Regions from separate parts of the Gossypium arboreum genome. Here all the other regions are linked to region 2. Evidence: chromatin contacts called from public Hi-C data. All regions are on one chromosome and are shown on one strand. The core of a region is the stretch at or near the end of the contact, and the rest is flanking DNA. Distances in the headings are between cores, read along the strand shown. Region 1 holds the start of LOC108489389 (protein IQ-DOMAIN 29-like). Region 2 holds the start of LOC108464008. Region 3 holds the start of LOC108451864 (nudix hydrolase 1).

What was found. Hi-C and Micro-C count contacts between places; a contact is called where the count stands out from the background.
Region 1: a Hi-C map of leaf shows a contact between it and region 2, with 4 times the contacts expected there. The contact joins the promoter of LOC108489389 here to the promoter of LOC108464008 in region 2. A contact is called at or near these places in 2 of 5 Hi-C or Micro-C datasets (both in leaf).
Region 3: a contact with region 2 is called in a Hi-C map of leaf, with 6 times the contacts expected there. The contact joins the promoter of LOC108451864 here to the promoter of LOC108464008 in region 2. A contact is called at or near these places in 2 of 5 Hi-C or Micro-C datasets (both in leaf).

The regions. Positions count from the first base shown.
Region 1 is chr13:19,239,786-19,243,195 of ASM2569848v2, forward strand. LOC108489389 (protein IQ-DOMAIN 29-like) reads left to right here and starts at 1,348. Exons shown (of 8, transcript XM_017793920.2): 1 at 1,348-1,636; 2 at 1,713-1,754; 3 at 2,246-2,386; 4 at 2,469-2,759. The coding sequence starts at 2,297.
Region 2 is chr13:18,649,968-18,653,083 of ASM2569848v2, forward strand. It overlaps LOC108464008, which reads right to left and starts at 1,398. Exons shown (of 13, transcript XM_017764059.2): 1 at 1,126-1,398; 2 at 971-1,032; 3 at 742-807; 4 at 594-669; 5 at 378-448; 6 at 1-19. The coding sequence starts at 1,180.
Region 3 is chr13:18,105,276-18,108,381 of ASM2569848v2, forward strand. It overlaps LOC108451864 (nudix hydrolase 1), which reads left to right and starts at 1,636. Exons shown (of 2, transcript XM_017749557.2): 1 at 1,636-1,888; 2 at 1,976-2,449. The coding sequence starts at 1,753. The coding sequence ends at 2,274. LOC108489906 (probable isoprenylcysteine alpha-carbonyl methylesterase ICMEL1) reads left to right here. Exons shown (of 10, transcript XM_017794635.2): 8 at 1-14; 9 at 478-568; 10 at 664-1,040. The coding sequence ends at 825.

The sequences.
Region 1 (3,410 bases), core at 98-2,597, 590 kb after region 2:
TTGTTCAATGATAAAGTGGCAAATTTTCAAAATAACTTTCACAATGAAACAACTTTTACAATTACATTAAAAAAATCATTATTGATTAATGTTGATAATAAATTTGAATGGTTGTAGACTTCTTATACTACTATTAGAGAAACAATGTTGACATAAAGCTTAACTTATAATTCAATAATTTAGATTTAATAGTTAACTTTATAATTTAAAATTTAGATTTAATAATGAACTTCATAGTTTAAGTATTAAAAAATGTTGAAATAAATTAAGCTTAAATTATAATTTAATAATTGAATACAGAATTTAAGTAGGATGATTCTATTTGAAAAGATTAATTTAAAATTGAGTTTTAATGTAAATAAAATTCTAAACATAAAATAGGAAACAAATTTTTCATTAATTAAAAAATTAAGATTGAAGAAGAAAATGTGTAAATATACAATATGCCCATCTTTTAAATATTCTACAAATACACTTTCAATAGTATGAATTACAATTTGAAAGTATTCTATTTATAAATATTATTTATTTTAATAATGATCACGAAATAAAAATATTTTATTAAATAATTAAAATGCTAATATATATATTTACGTGTAATGTACGTAATATTAAAAACTAGTTAAGCGAAATAAACGAACATGAACAAGATTTTGAAGCTTATTTATTAAGTGATTTGAACAAAAAAATTTGACCAGTTCTTTTATGTTAATGAATAAGTTTATTTATGTTTGTTTAATACTTATTTAATAAATTATTTAAACTTGTTTATTGTTTCATTAGTATAAATCAATAAAATATTGTAGTTTGTATGCTTTTTTATAATACAATTATTAATATTTACATGACTATTTTATATCTAAAATGATATATATTTATTGTTTGTTTGTTTTCTTATTATTTATAAACATGTTTAATTATATGTTCATGAACATGTTTATTTAATGTTCATTTAACTTAAACAAACAAACATGAATACAAATAACTAAAAAAATAAACATTGAATTTATTTTGAAATTCTTAATGAATACTGAAAAAGCTTAAAAATAGACAAACGAACATGAATAAATGTCCGTTTGTTCAAACTCGTTAATTTATAGCCCTAAACGTAAGTATAATTTATCCTTATAATTATGATTTATAAATTATATGGTGATACAAGTGTTTTTTTATGAATTATTTTAATTATAAAATATAAATTTATTTAAACATTTAGTTATTAATATTCGTGATAAAAATAAAATATCATAATTTTATAAAAATGTGACTGAAAATATCATAACAATTTAATGAAATATTATTTTTGATAATCTTGCCTCTGGACAACCAATTACCAAAATATTATCTTCTAATCCAATAAACCAATAACATTCCACCTCGTAATTTAAATAAATAATCTTGCCTTCTTTGCCCTAACATCGAATGTATAAAAAATAAGATAGAGATACCTCTCCCCCGTTCCATTGATGTCACTAACCCTAATTATACTTACACACCTACTTCTCTTGTGATTCATTTTACACATTTAATTCTGAAGGCCGTTTTCATCTCTTTCTTAGCTTTTATTTAGTTTTAAATTCACTCCAAAAAAAAAAAAACACTGCACGGGAATCTCTTGTTCGAGGAATCCTTCACGGTACGAAATTCGTTCTTCAGATCTCTGAATGCTCACTGTTTAACTGTTCCTTGGTTTTTTCTTCTGGTAATGGCAGCTTAGTAGCGAACAAGGACTTCAAATTTGCTGCATTTTTCAGGTGAAAGCTTTTGATCCTCTCCTTCTCTTTCACCTTTTTCCAGTTCTGCCGACACGCTTGCTTTTACTTCTTTTCTTCTTGATTTAGTTGTATTAGTTTTCGTTTATTTAAGTAGATGTGGATTTTGGCCGTGTATCTTTTACTTTTTTACCGTTGAGATTGTGAAGAAAATCTGAAAACTGAAAAGTAAAATTTCAAACTTTCTTTATTTTAGTTTGCTTGTCTAGCTTCAATAGTTTCAGTCATCAATTTGTGTGTGTATTTTTTTTTATTGTTGAATTATTTTTTGGTCTTTTTTGTTAACTTATTATAACTAACAAGCTATTGATTATGTAGTGTAGTAACATTTTGACTGCCATTAATTGCAAGCTGTATTAGGATATTGAGAACGTTTGGTTGTTTTTAAAAGTCTACTTTAAAAAAAAAAAAAAGAAAAAGTTTAATGTTAACATGCTAAATATCGACGTTTTGGTTGCGTATGACTTTCGCAGATTTCCAGATTTAGAAACTTGGAATTTTAATTATTTTTGGGTCTAACGGAGATGGGAAAATCTCCAGCAAAATGGATCAAGACCTTACTTCTTGGGAAGAAATCTTCAAAGTCCAGTTTCTCAAAAGGAAAAGAGAAGCTGGTGAGGAAGTACTAATTATCTTCAAATATTAAATAGCTTTTGAAATGTTGCATTTTCTAATTTTGTTGATTATTATGTTCAGAAATCTGCAAATAAAGGTGAGGTTTTGGTTTCTTCCAAGGTGACTGTGTCTGACCTATCAGTGGATCCTCCATCAATTTCAGCACCTATTCTAGTGAATAGCGCTAGGAATGTGGTGGACTCTGAGAAGGGTATACCTGCCCAATTGCCAAATGATGGGGCAAATATTCCATCTCCAAAAGTGGATGGAAATGATGCCACAACTGGTAATTTTGGTAACCCAGAAAATCCTGATAGGATTGGGCTTGACCCAGCTGCTGTGACGGTACAGGCTGCTTTCAGAGGTTATCTGGTAGCTACTCTCCCTTTAAAAGTTACTTTTATACTTAAAGGTTATGCATAGTGATGAAACTTGTAAGCATTTTACTGCTGTAGTCTTCATTCAGTTGTATGAAAACTCTGCTGACTGTTATTGACAGTAACTTGAATACACTGTCATTGTTCTGCTTATTTTTCTAATATTGGAACCTTGCACTCTGCATCTTGCCTTATGTTGTTGATGATGATTGTTTTTACTTAAAGTTAAGGATATGTGAGGATTGGGTGACATGTGATAGATTCATACTTCTTTCATGGTATGATCTAGATCTTTTGTTTTATTGGGAGGTAGAACATTGAACCACTTATTGGTTTAACTGCTTGTATATGTCAGACTCTACAATTGGCTGGCTGTCTCTATGTTTTATATTTACTTCATGCTTCTTATTGTTTGTATGTATATTTAGCCCCTTGCTGTTGACAGAAACAAGCATAGGGAATCCATGTGAATGAAAATTTCTTAGGGGCCTGGATTACTATTTACAGTAACTTGGGTAGTATACAACTCATTTTACTAAGTTTCCCAGGTTAACACATGTATCAGTTTTGTACAAGCATCTGCTTGTTTAGAGATATTTGAATCTTAAATATTTGACAACCTACTGATTTTTAGTATTTGTATAAA
Region 2 (3,116 bases), core at 148-2,647:
GATCAGAGAACGAAATACCCTAGTAATTAGAAAAGGAAAGAAAAAAAAATATGTTAGTCAAATTACAAAGCAGACAGAATGAATGAAGAGTAATAGAGCTAATTGTAGAAGTTAATATCAATATATAAAAGTATCGATTTTGTTGAATAATGCAGATGCAAATAATCAAAAGTGACAGGGCAAGCATTGGGGGATTTTATTTTGTATAAGACAAGATAACTAATTCTACGTAGCCACAGAATAGAAACCATATTAATAAATAAAGAAACATTGACAAACAGGGCAGTCATCAGCGGATATATCTTGGATAAAAATGATAGTTAATTCTACTATGTAAAAAAGAAACCATATCAGTAATCAATTAAATCATGGCATACCTTCCACCACATGTAACCATAACCCAATGCCCCCAATGTTGCGGCTGGTACTACAAGAGAGGTTAACTTACCTGCCAAATCAAGAAAAAAGCAAACAACCAAAGCAAATCCACTTAGAAAATGCTTCATCTAATCCCGTTAATGCAATTATAAACTGGTTTCACATATATGCGCCTAAAAGAACTACTATTTAAGCAAATATAATCAAGAAAATACCGCCAGAATCCCCATTCAGAACAGTTATCTGCCGTGCTGATGCCAGTTGCCTGATCTCCGTTGACAAACGACGCACCTACAAATTAATAAAAAAAGATCAATATTACAACCAAAAGATTTAAACTTTGAGCTCTATTTCCTCATTTACCTGAGCTAGAAGTGCATCTGAATCATCAGCTTGCTCCCCCGATTTTTCGAGTCCCTTCACCAGCGACTGCCAAATCAGGAAAAAAGGAGTTCAAAGCTAAAATTAGTAGACGAAAAAGAATGAAAAGTTGAAACCTAGTCAATCAACACAAAATCCAAAGGAAAAATATTTGAATCATAGGGCAGGGAGAAACTAGCAAATCAAAACAAACAAAACAATCAAAACTAACCTGCAATTCGCCTAATATGTCCGATAATTTACCGTTTTTCAGGAGGACAGTACCCGTATAACCTGAAAGCGAAATTAGCAAGTTGAAGTCAAAATTAAAACAGTAAGAAAAATAAAAAAGAAGAATTGAAGTAAGAAATTCAGTTGGAAAGGTACCGGCGCCGGCTAAGATCAAGATCTTCGACAAACCTACTCCGGTTTGCATAGCCATGACAGTGTTTTCGATAGCTTGCCAAAGAGAATTTGGCTGTGGTTATGGCTGAAACTGAGAAAAGCTTTGGGGTATTGAGTTTAAAGTTCACGATTGCTTAGCTGACAGCGGATATAAAACATACATTCATACATACATAAAGTTTCGTCTTGTTCCGAATATTTGAAATGCCGTCGTTTCCAGTCGCTACTGCCTTTATATGAGGATTGAGGAGGAAGTAAAACTGCGTCGTCTAGATTAAATAATACAGTGTTGGGACTTGTTTTGGGCTGAGCTTTTAGTCTAAATCAAATCCACGAGACTCCTTTAATAAATATTCATATTAAGAGTTCTTTCAATCCGTTGTCCAAAGTTTAAATCCAAGATATAAAAATTTAAACATTACGGGTTAACTTTTTTGTAGATTTTTTTATTAGTGTTAGTAATATATTTCAAGTATTTCGAATTAGATAATGAATTAAAAAGAAATAAATGAAAAATCAATTCACTTGACACAAAATAATTGTTTATTCGAAATATCTTTAGACCCAAAAATGGGCAAAATATGTTCAATAGAAGTTTCAGAGTTACTTTCTTCTTATATGTATATGTATGTGTATATATATACTTGAAGGAAGACCAAGTCATCAGACCGTCCACAAAAATTGAAGCCTAAATACATTCCTTATGAACATCAATTTTGTGGATATTATAAGTTGCATACTATTTATTAGAGTGGTTCAAGGAGTAAAATGGGTCCGGCCAAGTTCATATAGTAAAAAAGAAAAAATTATTTATGCCTGACTTGATTTGATCCGTTTGATTCGAAAATTCTGTTTTATTGAAATATTCAAACATACTTTTATATTAGGTTTAATTATAAGTTTATACTTTATAAGAAATGAGAATTTTATATTACTATTGATTTTACTAAGTTAATCTCGTTGTTAGTTTTTGAAAAAAATTAGTAATTTGTAAACTTGAACTATTTACTTTTATTAATTTATTTTCTATAATTGAATGAATTGATAAAATTATATTTTTATTATTATAAAATTATAATTTAATTTCGCCTAATAATAATTTTTTCTTACTTCCCTCCAACATGTACCTCCATGAAACCATAAAGTTAAGGGATGCAACAGTGGATGTGCTGTAGCATCCACTTCCACAAAAGTATTAGTGTCTAATCAATTAGGTCTCTCTTAGGAGCAAATACAAGGGACCAAGTAGGGGCCTTGCCCCTACCCCAAAGAAAGGTGAAATTGTGTTTAAATCCCTTTAAAAATTATCCATTATAAGTTAATATAATGGTAAAAATTATATTTTGACTCCTCTAAAATTTAAAATTCTATTAATCTCCTCTATTTATTATTATTATTATTTTTGCCTTCGCCCCTAATCCTTTTGCTAGCTTAGAGATTAAATGCTAACTCAAATTTAACACGTGGATCAAATTATAAACATGAGTATAACTATTTTATGGATCCAAATTGTTCAAACAATAGGTATACATATGTTTTAAATATGCTTCATGCCAATTTTGAGCAGTCATTTAACGCTTAAGCTAACGGTTAAATTAGCTCAATTAAAATGTTTTAAGTTTAGGAATCAATTTAGAATACGAACCATAATTTAGGGATGTTCAGAGGAGTTAACCCATACTTAAATTAAGTTACCATCAATGCACTTGTTTTCATTTTCATAACGAACAAAATCAAACATCTTGAATGTTGTCAGTCCAATTGGAGTTGGATTTTCGTACTCAAATACTAGTTCGAATTATACAAGTGTCAATGACACTTTTACAAGTAAAAAATAATTTACCATGAAATGAGCCCCACATTGGTTAAGTGTTGAACTCAAAGCACTGATTTAGAGCCTTTTCTTCAGCTGAGAAGAATCTAAACTTCCTTGTTAACTGGTTCAAACAAATCCCATAATACAGAAACTCTAA
Region 3 (3,106 bases), core at 386-2,885, 540 kb before region 2:
TCGATCTTTTTAAGGTAAGTTGGTTTCAGGAAAATCTTGTTTAGATCCATTCTGTGTTTGTTTCCCTCAAATCGTCCCTGCATTTTCATACAGCATAATGGAAGGGGAAGATTCTTTGCATCAGTTCTCTCCTGAAGTTCTGGTGCAGGACTCAAACGTTAAGCCTGCTGTTTCTCTCCTTCCTCCTGTCATTCTTTTTCATGGCACTGCAGATTATTCTATTCCTGCGGATGCCAGGTTTAAATCTCGTCCTCTCAATTCATAATTCTAAATGTTTGTTCCTTTGTTGTTAATAATTATATGTGCATACATGGATAAGGCCCTTGATAATCATCATAGATTACAGCAATACTACTTTTCATTTTCTTCTTCTGCATCTAGATTGTTATGATGTTGCTATGTAGTGATTGTTGAATGACTAGGTCACAGCTGATTCAAATGCAGATTTCTTATAACAAGTTTTCCTTCTCCTTGCAGTCAAAATTTTGCTGATACGCTTCGAAGAGTTGGAGGGAAAGCAGAATCCATATTGTATGATGGAAAGACTCACACAGATTTGTTTCTTCAGGTAATGGAAGAAGTAACCATGCTTTGTGTTTTGTTTTATTTTGGGTGAATGTTGTATAAATATTCTGCCAACATACATGTAAAATAAATAATCAGGATCCCATGAGAGGCGGCAGAGATGAGATGTTTGAAGATGTTGTTGCCATCATACATGGTGAAGATGAAGCAGCCCTTGCAAAAGATGCCGTGGCGCCTCCAAGAAGACGCCTTGTACCTGAGTTCATGTTGAAATTGGCTCATGATGTCAGCCCTTTCTAGCCATTCATCATTTACTCTCAGATGCTATGAAAATGAATTGTAGCCATGACTATAACATTAATATAACAACAATGGAAGTAAGTTTGTAGATGATCTTTACCAGGCCTTTTATCCCCCTTCATTTAATCCTATTTGATATCTTTTAACATGGGTTTCGGAACAAGACAAGAAAATTAAATTTAAGTTCAGTAATGGATTGGATTGTTTCTTACTTACATAGAGCTGTGTTTGTTAATATAAATTAGGGTTAATTACACCAATGTCCCCACACCGTGGTCTAGATTCTAAAATGCTCATCAAACTTAAAAACATTTTAATTAAATCCTTAAAATACAATAACATGTTTAAAAACAGTCAAATTATATATATATATATATATATATATATATATATATATATAAGTCAAGCTAATATTTAATACTTAAATAGATAGTTAATTAATACAATATTAATATTTGAAGATACAATTAAAATATTTTAAATGAATTTAATACACTTTTAAAAATTTCATCTCTTTACATATTTTAATCTCACCGTATGTATGTTATTATAAACGTATCTCTCTTCTAAAAAAAGAGTTGCATATTATTGTTTTCATATTTAGATCGATTGAGATATCAATCTGAATCTATTAAAATTTTTAATAATTTATTTAGTTAAACCGGTGCAACTTCCACAATAGCATCCTAACTACGAAGAATGTTATCAGTGACGACAGAGATAGACAAAGACAAAAAACAGAAGTCAAAATAGCAAGTTAAAACCAGCCCACCAACAAAGAAAGATGACTGGGCCGCGCACTTTCCCTTACATTTTGATAATATAATATATTATACGCCACCTTTGACTGCCTAATTGCGTTGTCCCCCAGTCTCCCTTCTCTTTATTACTAGTCCAGAGAACCCACCAACTGAACTGTCATTCGAGATGGAGGAAACACAGCCCGTGCCACGAGTAGGTGTTGTGCTGTTCGTGTTGAAGGGGAAATCGGTCCTCCTGGGTCGCCGCCGCGCCTCAATCGGTGAATCCACCTTTGCTCTCCCCGGCGGCCACCTCGAGTTTGGTCCGTCTCTCTCTCTCACTCAACTCACATCTCTACTTGTTTCGCTTTCATTAATTAAAAAAAAAAGGGCAAAATAATTGTTGGCAGGTGAGAGCTTCGAAGAGTGCGGAGCCAGAGAGCTGATGGAGGAGACGGGCTTGGTAATGGGGAAAGCAGACTTCTTAACAGTGACCAGTAAAGTCTTCCTGGACAAATCCAAACCCTGCCATTACGTCATCATCTTTCTCCGTGCAGTGCTGGCTGACCCTAATCAAGTTCCACAAAACCCGGAGCCAGACAAATGCGACGGCTGGGATTGGTATGACTGGGATAATCTGCCCCAACCTTTGTTTTCGACGCTTGACGAAATGGTACGAAGTGGCTTCAACCCCTTTCCCTCCACTTGACAGCCGCTGAATGAATACGTTTTCTATTCTTACATATTGCTTGCGTATAATTGATCCATGGGTTATTTTAATTTCATCATGATGTATTCAGTGACCAATGTTGTTTGTAATATGAATCTTAGATGGTGAACTTTTATGGTTTATATTATGTAGCTAAGTGATTTCAAGAGTGAAATTTGCATGGATTTTTTGTTCTTGTTATCTGGATTTTAAGATATATGCAAGGTAGTGGAGTTTTAATGTATTTAACAAATGCAAACTAGTAGCTTCCCTTTAATTAAGAAAAAGTAGATCTTCTTTCTGAAGGGAAAGGTGTACCGCTAGGTGGAATTGTAAGGAGTTTGATATTTTTAAGCAAGATTTCGGATTCAAATATGGTCGACGAAGAAAATAATACTGAGAGCGCTTTACTCTCTATTTAGTGGTCTGACTTGGCTTGACTCTGAATTTAGTCGAAACACAATATGACTATTGGATACCAGACAAAAAAAAGTAAAATTAAAAACCCCTCGTAAATTTCATGAATGCTGAGATGCTAAGTTGTTATTTTATATGGGCAGAATCAGCTACTTATGCTAATTCTCACTCTGCTCCTCCTGTAATGAAGCAAATGTCCTCGTTACCTTTGCTTCAGAAACTCATTTTCCCAGCCGTTGGAAATGTTTCGAGTCTTCATTTTTCTTAGAAGTATCTGTTTCCGATATAACCCTTCAAAGATCATTTCAATACATGATAAAACCTAAACAAAGAAATGAACATATTTTGTGGGGATACATACTCGGTACTTACACTTGAATCCAAGTATTCCACAAACCCTTACATTTTGATTGTT